2 separate regions of the Bombyx mori genome follow, and region 1 is linked to region 2. The links are chromatin contacts, called in public Hi-C maps. All regions are on one chromosome and are shown on one strand. Each heading gives the region's core, a stretch centred on a gene start, on an enhancer-like site or on the middle of the called end of the contact. The rest is flanking DNA. Distances are from core to core; before and after follow the strand shown.

Region 1 (6,354 bases), core at 1,501-4,000, 250 kb before region 2:
CTGTCTAACGTTGAATACTTTCATTGAGAATAATAAAAATATTCAATTGGCAGCCGCCTAGTCACTGCGAACACTTTGAACTAAGCTACGAATAAATATTTATTTATTCGTAGGAACTAAGTAATTTTTTTATTATTTTATCTTAAAATTTTTCAATCAATTTTTTATTATCTTATTTTATCTTTTTTTTTTATCTCTCCGAAATAGGAAGCCTTCGTTAGACTAGCAGGACCTGTTTTGAATGCGGAAGTTAGAGGAGACTAAATGGAAAATAGTATTTTTCTAAGTAGGTACCGTAAGTAGCCAGTCACCGTCTCTTAGACTATTCGGATTACGTTCTGCCCTCGCTGACTACTTAACTTGATTAACCCAGAGACACAGCCCACTGAGTTTCTCGCATGATCTTCTCAGTGGGTCGCGTTTCTGATTCGGAGGTAAATTCTGCGAAGCACTGCTCTTGCTAGGGCTCGTGTTAGCAACATCTCTGGTTTGAGCCTCGAGAGCTCACCTACACGCTAGGGTAACGCTGATATAGCCTCTCAAGGCTATCAGCATACATACGAAAAAAAAACTTTCCATGGGGTCGGTTTCGATGCCGTATCTATAGGTACTTAACTACAAGCTAGAACACCTACTATAGATGGTGCGTATGTTTCAGTTTTCGATGATAGTTTCAAATAATTATAAACGAATTTGATTGAATTTACAGTTCGGTCTTACTGGTTACTAAAGTTAACAAACTTCACGTTCAGCCAATATAGCTTAGATGTATGACCGAACTCACGGCTTACTTTTTGTTAAGTGGTTACGGACAGTATTGGATTTAGACTAGTGACATTAGATACCCTGGACTGGGGTAGAAAATTACCATAAGGTACTAACACAAGACTTGTTGTTTCGAACTGTGATTGACACATATTCATTATATTCAAATCACATTCAAAATACTTTTTAATTTGTTTATATTTAGTTTGAAATACTTATCTAGGGTTTTTTTTGTATCTTTTTTTCTATCTGTTTATTTAATATATGTATCTTTAGTTCTGTTCGCTTGTTCTACTTGGGGCTTCGACTTATCTTTCCTATCTATATCTATCTGTCTCTCTATATCTATCACGATAACAGGCAGTTGGCACAATATAAAAAAATAATCATAAACATCACCTTATTCGTCCATCTTAACGAAATTTAAAAAGTGTTACAAACATAAATATCGAAAATAATTAAACGAAAATAACAAAGGCGTTATCAAACTATATAATTAGTTTTAATAGAGTCTTAAATCATTTTCAAAAATCACACTAATTAATTGTCATGTTAGCTTTAGAAACTATTCTATACAATGTTCAGAAACGCGCTGTATACTTATATTATTAGGAAGCAACCCTCCCAAGCGGCGCACCCTACTTTGAGGATCAATTATTGAGAGGGTCGAATGCAAATGCTTCACATTACGTTGTATTATACACCATTCTTTATAGTGTGATACTATTAGATTCCATAAATTTTGACAATATCCCGTAAACAAATTTCGTACTAATAAATACATTATGTGCATTATTAATGATTCATTTTCACACATTTAAATCCTACGTTGTAGTATCGGGTTTTGGAATTAGCTCAAATTGTAATCGAGTCACGAGGGTAGATTTCTGTATGGGTCTAGAATGAATTGACTTAAAAACTTATTCAACCTGAATTGAAAATCTCCTCCTTTTTGTTTAAAGACAATTGATAATAGGAATATCCGTTTTTTTTCCATGTCTATTCTAGTAACCTCGAGGGGCTATTCTAGATTTGGAGTTAGTAGGTGAGCTCACGAGGCTCAAACCCGGGGTGTTGCTAACACTGGCCCTAGCAAGAGCAGTGCTTCGCGGAATCTACCACCGGATCGGAAACGCGACCCACTGAGAAGATCCTGCCAGAAACTCAGTAGGCTGGGGGAATATCCGTTTTTTTTATTTTAAAAAGTATAATAAAATTGTTGAGTCTAAAACAATTGAACGTAGTAAACACTGCGATTTATATGGTTAGATTAAAAATTAATATTAATCTAATACTCTATGTCATATCTCTATTCAAACGTTCTGAGGACCTTAGAGGATTCTTAACGGTAGGCAGCGGCTTGGCTCTGCCTCTTGCATTACTGACGTCCATGGGCGACGGTAACCACACATGCTCGTCTGCCTACAAGGGCAATAAAAAAAAAGACTTTTTTTTATTGCTTAGATGGGTGGACGAGCTCAGAGCCCACCTGGTATTAAGTGGTTACTGGAGCACATAGACATCTACAACGTAAATGCGCCACCCACCTTGAGATATAAGTTCTAAGGTCTCAGTTTCGAACCGAAACGCATTACTGCTTCACGGCGGAAATAGGCGGGGTGGTGGTACCTACCCGTGCGGACTCCCAAGAGGTCCTACCACCAGTGAAAATTAACCACTGCATTTACGATTAATAACGTCAATTCATAATTCTCGAATAAAATTAATTTTAAATTCAAAGTTATAGATTTTTTTTCAATGGTTTCAGATTACAGACTTCTGTCATTTAAAAAATTTAAAATAGCGACATCTATCTACTTTGCGGTGCAATGTTTGTTGGTTTCAAATTGAAACACCTCAAATGATTCATAACTTGATCGCTAGATGTCGCTGTTTTAGAATTTATTTTACTGATCCGGTTAATAGATGGCATTAGGTCGACAAAACGCCCGAACGTCCCATCCCATTAATTTGCAATTAACATATTCATAGTGCCACGCGGTCAATCATCTCTAAACATTGTTCGTACTGGCACTAATTCATAGTTAACCGCGACGTTATTTTCTGTAGGCGTGCGAGCGATAGAAAATGTCCGTAATAAACGAAAGTAATCTCTTTGGGTTGTTACTGTGCGTTTCCCGTATTCTAAACAAAGAGAAATATTCAACATGCCGAGTACCTACTCGCACTCAAGTATACTTATTTCAGTTGTGTACCTATTAATTAATTCGTTTTGTTTTCGTAATATGATTATTATGAATAGAAGTATTACTGAATTTGATGTGTAGATGCGATCTGTGATAAAATACTTATCCTATATACTTTAAATATCCATTTACAATTTGGCTCTATTGAAATTACAGTGTCATGATATTAATCAAATAACTAGACTATTCATTCTAATATAGAACAAGTAGCAGGTTTAGTTTACGAATGCCTTTTAACGTAATACATTTTTCATAGTTTTATATAGACAAAAAGAATAAAAGGTTACAATCTATTGAGCGGCATGATATAACTAAATAGAAAACACATGAGCTGTAGAGTGATTAGGCAACTGTAGTATGAGCGATACGATTGCGTATTACATACGTATGCATATCGATAAATAGATAACGTAAAACCTAAACCGATAGATAAAAGTCGAATGTGTTCTGATTGAAAATTACGCTTAAGAACTATTTTCGTACGACAATATGTGCAATCAGTTTTTAATGCAATGCGTTGGTATTGATTAACTTAATCAATCGATGCGATGTTATTTATGTAATGATATTGGGTACTTCAGAATGAATTAACAATAAAATGCTTGACTACGTTTTATGTTATATGTTTAATAAGAAAACAACATTTAAAGCCCTTAATCTAATAAAATTAATATTTTAAACAAACTATACTTTCTTTTTACTGAATCACAGACTTCGCTGAAAGACACAAAGGGAAAAATCCTTTTTTAAAAATTAATGAGTTTTAAATAATAAAGGGTTTTTTCTTTACACGTATCTACTATATTCATTTCGTGGCATAATGCGTTGACATTGTCCTTGACCCTTCGATGATTAAAATACACCTTTGTCCGCTTAGATAGCTATCATGGGAATTAAAACATAACATTCAAATTAACCACTTACATTCGTTTTGGCGAACAAATAATCCGTTCTTGTTTTAAAGGTGTATCTCTGTTAAAAAGATTTATTCGTATTTCGGTATTTAGTATTTATTTAATTCACTAGAGATATCAACTTAATATCTCAATGCATTAGGGATACCGGCTGTCATTAAACAAGCAGTTGGCGCGTTTATCTATGCTAATAAAAATAGCTTTTAACTAACGCGTGTTGCGATCAAACCTCGCTCAGACATGTGTGTACTATCAACAGAATATTCATGTGTACGTAACTTTACTTATCGTTCACTATAAGCCGAAACTAATGGATCACGGTGAAGCCATAATTTAACGGGTAAGACGTCTCGTGATGCCTGCACGGGTTAGCACGACCGCCCTGCCCAATTCTGCCGCAAAGCAGTAACGCATTCTGTCTGAAGGGCTTCGCAGCTGTTGTAGAATAGAGACTTAAAACTCACGTCTCAAGGTGGGTGACGGTATTTGCGTTTTGATGTCCATGGGTTCAACCGTCTAAGCTATAAAGAATGGTATGGAATTTTTTTGCCATCCGTTGTATATGGGAGTTTGCGTGTTGATGGTAAGTGATTACCGTTGTTTATGGATGCAAGTCATGCCAGAGTACAGTTGAGAAATTGCCATGTATCCGAGAAAGGTTCTATCGACGGATGATATTTTAAAGAACTCTTTTTTTATTCACACAGTTAATATAATTCAATGAGTACATATTATAATTATAATTTAGTTCGAAAATAATTAAGGCATATTAGAAGTATATGAGACGTGAAAAGCGTTTGTAAATGTAATTTGGGTTTTTGAGCACTTTATAATGTGAATAATGCATGGAATGTGTATAAGAATATGCCGGTTTTAATGGCAACGTTTTGCTCATGGATGATTACTAACGCGTCCCCAGATGACTGACACAAATTCATAGCTATAAATGTTATTTGATAATTGCAAAATACATAATTTAAACATTATAGATGATATTTAAAAAAAGCGCTTAATTTTAAGCTTAATTTTAATCTCACACTCGCAAACATTCAATCCAACGAGATTGTTTTATATATTTCAATTATTAAAAAGGCATAGTTTACATTAAAGTAATATATTATCACAGTTTCATTTCTTTGTGTGTGGATGGATTGCTTTATATTTAGTAGCATTATAGTATTTTAGTACATAATAAAAAAAATATAGATGATATTTAAAGAAAGCGGTTTATTTTTAATCTCACACTCGCATACCTTCAATCTGGTTTTATTGGTGGTAGGACCTCTTGTGAGTCCGCGCGGGTAGGTACCATCGCCCCGCCTATTTCTGCCGTGAAGCAGTAATGCGTTTCGGTTTGAAGGGTGGGGTAGCCGTTGTGACAATACTGAGACCTTAGAACTATATCTCAAGGTGTGTGGCGCATTTACGTTATAGATGTCTATGGGCTCCATTAACCACTTAACACCAGGTGGGCTATGAGCTCGTCCACACATCTGAGCAATAAAAAAAATCCAACGAGATTGTTTTATATATTTCAATTATTAAAAAGGCAGAGTTTACATTAAAGAAATATATTATCACAGTTTAATTTCTTTGTGTGTGGATGCATTGCTTTATATTTAGTAGCATTATAGTATTTTAGTACATAATTTAAAAATTATAGATGATATTTAAATAAAGCGGTTTATTTTTAATCTCACACTCGCATACCTTCAATCTGGTTTTACTGGTGGTAGGACCTCTTGTGAGTCCGGACGGGTAGGTACCACCGCCCCGCCTATTTCTGCCGTGAAGCAGTAATGCGTTTCGGTTTGAAGGGTGAGGTAGCCCTTGTAACTATACTGAGAACTTAAAACTATATCTCAAGGTGTGTGGCGCATTTACGTTATGTATGTCTATGGGCTCCATTAACCACTTAACACCAGGTGGGCTGTGAGCTCGTCCACACATCTGAGCAATAAAAAAAAATCCAACGAAATTGTTTTATATATTTCAATTATTAAAAAGGCACAGTTTACATTAAAGAAATACTAGAGGTCCCGCTGTAGTCGAAATTCGACTATAATTAATTGGAATTGTAAGTTTGTACACTATTTTGATTGTATTTTATACTTCTATAATCACAAATTTCGCTAAGACTACCTATACTATAAAAATATTAACAAAGACAAACAATATTGAATCTGTTCTCAATTTGACAACAGACGTCAAGAACAAAAGTTTGACAATGAATAGTATGCATGCGTGTGTGCGTCAAATACATGGTATGTAGTGTGTGTAATATTTTCTTTATTGATTTAATGTTCTTTTATGCATTATTTAAAAAAAATATTAGCATTGTACACTTCTACTCTATATTCTCTATAAGTATGAAATATTTCATACTCCTCCGTCCGCCCAATTTTCGTAAAAAGGGATACAAAGTTTTTGCTTCACGTATTAATATATAGATATTATCACAGTTTCAT
Region 2 (5,965 bases), core at 1,110-3,609:
ATTGCACTTCTCGAGCGTTCTAGGTGCTACTAGATCCTTCGATATTCGTACGACTATTCGGCGATAGAGGGCGTTACTCTTACCGGCGTAACAATATATACACACATAGATAATAAACACCCAGACAAAGAGCAAATAAAGCTGTTCCTCAAACGAATGTTTGCCCGATGTGGGAATCGAACCCGCGACCCTCGGCGTAACAGTCAGGGCCGCTAACCACTGCATCACCGAGTCAATTCTGAAGTTTCCATTCATTTAAGTAATAGGGCTTATTTTGAATTCAAACTTATTAAAATTATTGCAAACTTACTCATATTAAATACAAAATCAAATAGACACATTTACGGGTAAGCGGAATCGTATTCGTTCTTCGAAGTTATGCGCATGGCTGTTTACGTTAGAAATATTAAGGAAGTTGGTCACACTGCTACTGTAAGAGACTTTTTGCAATTACAACCCTTTTTACAAAAAAACTAAAGTAGAGATTTTAAAAAATAATCGATAAATTAATATCGCAGACAAATAATTACTTGTGCAACATTTATTTATTTAATTAAGAGTTGCCTAAATCTGTATTGGAAAATCAAAAATATTCCTTCGTAAAGTTTAAACGTAGTTCATTTCTTGGTTGAACGAACATTTTTATGACAGAACCTAAGTCTGAAATTGAATAATAAAACCAGTTGAATTTCTTGAGTTAGCCAAATGCTTGCGATATTTTCATATTTGGATGTATGTAAACAATAAAAAAAAATAGCATCTAAGCAATAAAAAAAAAATATGTAAAAGAATAAGCACTATTTACCTTGCTAAAATCAAGCAAAGTAATGTACATTACAAATAATATTCATTTAGTTTTTATAGACGCAGTACAATAATACCGGTCCCGAAATCTAAACGATGATGCCTAGCTAACCTAGAAATCAACTGACCGGAATAGCGATGTCGTGTGACGCGGTGGATACCAGTCAGCTCATCAGCTGTATACTGCGGGCTCATACTAAAATAACAACCAATTATAATAAAACCATTCCCGTCAGCTTACTTTAACAAAGATTATTTTCATAATTGTTAGGAGTACTCTATTTTTATCGGCACATGACAACGTTGTCATACGATTATCACAAACTCAAAATATTATTATGTTTCATAGAGCAACAAAAGACTCGCTTGCTCGAAACAAAAGCCACTTATCTATGGTTTTTTTTAAATGTTGTCAGAAATATCCACAGACTAACAGAAATATGTAGAATTGTGAAAACAAAAATACCTACCTATGACGAATAAAAACTGCAGTTTTTGACGAACGATCTTGAGATTAAAAACATAATAGTAAAAAGTGATTTTCTTTAAAATCTCAAATCATGATAATTCATCTTCGTCTTCTAGATTACGCCAATAAATACTTATCGTGTCAAACAGTTGTAATAAGCAGAGGGACAGAAAAAGAGGACATGATTAAAATTGTTCCATTATATTAGTAATAATAATAATAAATCTTTATTTCAGTAACAACCATACATATTGTTAGTTTTACCTAAAATCTATGTTAGCAACTTAAAACATTGCACATTCATTATCTGACTCCATATATAATTTCTTCGAGTCTTCGAAGATTGCAAGCATACTGCAAAGACTATTTGCTAGCAGTTCCTCGATCTTTCTTTTTAATATTATGTTACTACAAAACCAAAAAAGAATACTGTAAAACTCCATTAAAATTAACACCTATGATTTAAAAAAAAACAATGCATTGACGTCCATTAAATGTAATATTTAATTAAAAATACGTTCTACGACTCTTTTAACAGTTCAGTTAGTCTAAGGTACACAACCAAAATAAACCGAAATATTTGAAAACAATGCGATCACAATTCGAAGCCATAATCGTCGGGTCGCTTGGAACTTCAATCGGTAACGGCTAGAGCACCGAATGCGACCGACCAAATTCGACAATAACCTATGAATTCATATCACGCAAACTGGTTTAGTTCCATTCCACTGAATCACACAACCGATCGTATGCTTCGTTTCAAAGTTACGAATCACAATTGCGGCAAATTGTTTTACTTTCGTTTTTGGTGCTATTTTAAGGTTAAGTGCATTGATCTCATTATGTTTGTGACAGACGCAAATTAATTTATCTATTGACCTCATTAAAAAACACTTTCTTTCCGTCCTTCCGAGCAAACATGAGCGATAAAATGATAAACAAGAATAAATTTGCGTACTTTAAAATAGAATAAGCAATACTGTTTTGTTTAATTATAAAAAATACGCAGTGACTCGGGGTCTACTGCACTTAGCAACTGTAACAGCTGTTCGGTTTACTGTTATGTGCCAATCGAAGTATTACACCTAGTGTCGCTTAACGCCATCTATTGATCAATCACATAACTAAACACAAAAGATATTTTATTTAACACCAATGAAATGTTACGTGAATAAAATATATTATCAGACATGTCTACACTGCCTACTTCTATAATATATTTTAGTTAAATTATCTGAAATTTTGTTCTACAGTAAATCGACGCCGCGGTGTTACGTGAAAATAAACGTTAATTAATTATAATCACTATTAGTATCAGAAGTAGCAAGTAAATCTATACATACAAAGAAAGTAATTTGGAGTGTCTGTTTGTAATAATAAAATAACCACTTTTTACTAGATACGTAAGTATGTATACACAGTACATATACCAAAATAACATTTTTTTTTTAATTTTGTTTGTCTTTCTGTCTGTTTGTTTGTTCCGGCTAATCTCTGGAACGGCTGGGGCGATTTTGGAGGGACTTTCACTGATAGGTAGCTGATAATATAAGGAGTAACTTAGGCTACTTTTTTAGAGTAGTTTATTAGAGTAGTAATGAATAAAATATACCAAAAGGTATCAAATACAATAATTCGAATAACATTTACAGCAGCACACTGTGAAATTACTTATAAGCTGTATTGAACAGAGCATTAATCAGAAGAATCATTTAAATGACCGTGGGGCTAACGCAAACGCTTATATGAAAATCCTAATCTCCCAACGGTTTAGATTGAAGTGCCCTTAAAGTTAATTTTCGTAAAATCTTACGGTCTGTTACTCATTTGACCAAAAACAAGAGACCCTTCAAATGCTATAAGCAACCGTGTAATCTAAGTGGCTCTTTGAAGTCGCAGGAGGTGGGGTGGCTCATGTTACGTTGGGATTTATATGTAGAAATACGTTTCGTGGTAAGTGTATCTGGTTGTCAACAAATCCGGAGACAAGTTGGAACATTCTGCAGTCACGAGGAATAGTAAAGATGTGTTTCACACGAAATAAAATATGTATGCGTGCTACATCATAGCGATATTGTCAGAATTTATCACGCATTCATACTGAAAGGTGTTCGTGTGAGGGAAAAAAAATTTAAAGGAAAAAGAATAAGATTTTATTTTTAAATATATAAATTTTTTTCCAGTGAATTCCAATAAATAAAAAACAATATGTCGTGTCCCTACTATATAGGTCTATGGCCTTTTTTTGCTCTATGAAACATATTTTGAGTTAGTGATAATAGTATGACAACGTTGTGATGTCCTGATAAAAATAAAATACTCTAACAATTATGGGAATAATCTTTGTTAAAGTAAGCTGACGGGAATGGTTTTATTATAATTGGTTGTTATTTTAAGTAAAGTAAAGTAAAGCATGAAAGAGATGCGAATGTTGAGATGGATGTGTGGAGTGACAAGAATGGACAAGATAAAGAATGAGTATATCAGAGGAAGTGTGAAAGTGGCCCCGGTAAGCAACAAATTAAGAGCGGACGGTTAGCGAGGTATGGACATGTGATGCGTAGAGAGAAAATGCATGTGACTAGGAGATGTATGGAAATGGTAGTGCAAGGTAGAGGGGGAAGAGGTCGACCGAAGAAGACATGGATGGAGTGTGTGAATGACGATATGAGAGAAAGAGGAGTGAGTGTTGAGATGACGGCTGATAGAAGAGAATGGAAGAGAAAAATTAGCTGTGCCGAACCCACCTAGTGGGATAAAGTGGAGAAAAAGAAGAGAGGTTGTTATTTTAGTATGAGCCCGCAGTCTACAGCTGACTGGTATCCACCGCGTCACACGACATCGCTATTCCGGTCAGTTGATTTCTAGGTTATTTAGGCATCATCGTTTAGATTTCGGAACTGGTATTATTCGGAGGAAGCAAAAGTTTCAAATGAACGTCCTATGAACCACGATCACATTTCCGGATGCTGATTAGCCTTGTTAACTTAACGTATGACACCTATTTTACAAATCTGCACAGTGGCTAATGATGATAAATGAATTAATTTTATCGTTTTACTGATTTTTGTAATGCAAACTACAATCGCTGTCTAAATATTAATGTTTTTTCTCCTAAACCAGATATTCTTAATGGATCGCCAAAGAAAACGGCAGGCTGTGATAGGATAGCCGTTAGGCTGCATCCTTGTAATTCGAGACAGAAAATCCTTAAATATATTGGGCAATTATCTAATGCTGATTTACGACATATTACTACCCCCAATATTAACTTATAACTAGTGGTCGCTCTGTAGTCGAAATTCGACTATAATTCATTGAAATAATAAGCTTGAACATGATTATGGTTCTATTGTCAAAGACTTTACTTCTATGATCACAAATTTTGGCAAGGCTACAAACTATAGACAAATAAAATTAAATACAAAGAATAACAAAAGAGTATATATGCGTGTGTAGGTGTTTCGCATACATGTTGTGTGTGTAATGTTTTATTTATTGATTTAATGTATTATTTATACATAGTAAAAAAAATTCGTTCTGCACTCTCTACCTTATCTGTATTCTCTATAAGTGCAGGGAAATTTCATACTCCTCCGTCCGCGCAATTTTCGTAAAAAGGGGTACAAAGTTTTTGCTTCACCTATTAATATATAGATGACTTAACTTCCTTCTTCGATAGCTTTAGAAAGAAGCTTGTAAATATGTATGGCTGTGCAAACTTTACTACGCGTTTTGCCAACCTATCTGATAGTAGCCTACAGAAGATAATCTGGCTTCACCTTGACTGGTAGGCGAGCGTACAGAACTCAGTCTGGAAGAATTTGCTCACATCTGCCCTAGCAAGGGCAATGCTTTGCTGAATCTACCATCGGATCGGAAACCTGATCCACTAATAAGATCCGACGAGAAACTCAATGAGCTAGCCCCACATAATTGGTTGAAAATGAAAACAGTAACAAGAAGACAATAATTCCAGAAACTTCCTCAGTGTTTTCCGCAGTGTTCTGTCGTTTACTTTATGAGATACGTAATAAGACGAACTCCACTTAACCATCCTAATTACAAGCTACGCTAACAAGACACGCTTTATATTTTATTTTATCGGATAAGGAATACGAAAAGTATAATCTTGCCACGTTTCATTGAAATATTAAAAAATTTGTAGTTAATGCCCTAATTGTACTTTATCGCAGAACAATTCGGAACATTATTTTTATTAGATCCAATGGATATAATAAGGATGAATAGGATACACATAGATTGTTTATTTCACCTTACACGATTCAGATTTATTTTGATACTTCAAAATGTACTTTGTTTCTATACACAAAAGGTGAAAATTTCTAAAAACGAAGACCGGTTGCTTCAGTAATTGCTGACAATGAATGATATTTAAAAAAAAAGCGATCTAAAAATCTACTTTACAGCGTTTACTAAAACGTTGTTCGGAAACACGGATGAAGGGAGTTCAACGGAATGGATGATACGAGGTAATGTTCTCTGCAAACAGACGGCGCTCTGTGGTTTTTTATTAAGGTACAAATTAGTGGACTATCTCAAAGCAATAAAACGACACAAATATGGATATGGATATTACGTTTGTATTGAACGCTCATACTAATAAGAACGAAGCTATTCATTTAGAATTGGTAATATCCAAATAAGTTCGAAATGTCCACTCTCAAAAGG

Evidence for each region. A called contact is a pair of places that touch in the nucleus more often than the background predicts.
Region 1: a Hi-C map of whole pupa shows a contact between it and region 2, with 2.4 times the contacts expected there. The contact joins two enhancer-like sites. A contact is called at or near these places in 2 of 7 Hi-C or Micro-C datasets (posterior silk gland and whole pupa).

Annotation. Positions count from the first base shown.
Region 1 is chr18:11,530,922-11,537,275 of ASM3026992v2, reverse strand. No RefSeq gene overlaps it. Among protein-coding and RNA genes, the nearest start is that of LOC134200529, 37 kb to the left of the region's middle. Within about 2 kb of position 2,750, at least 8 of the 8 cell types and tissues checked have open chromatin away from gene starts, as enhancers often do.
Region 2 is chr18:11,282,130-11,288,094 of ASM3026992v2, reverse strand. No RefSeq gene overlaps it. Among protein-coding and RNA genes, the nearest start is that of LOC134200583, 33 kb to the right of the region's middle. Within about 2 kb of position 2,359, at least 7 of the 8 cell types and tissues checked have open chromatin away from gene starts, as enhancers often do.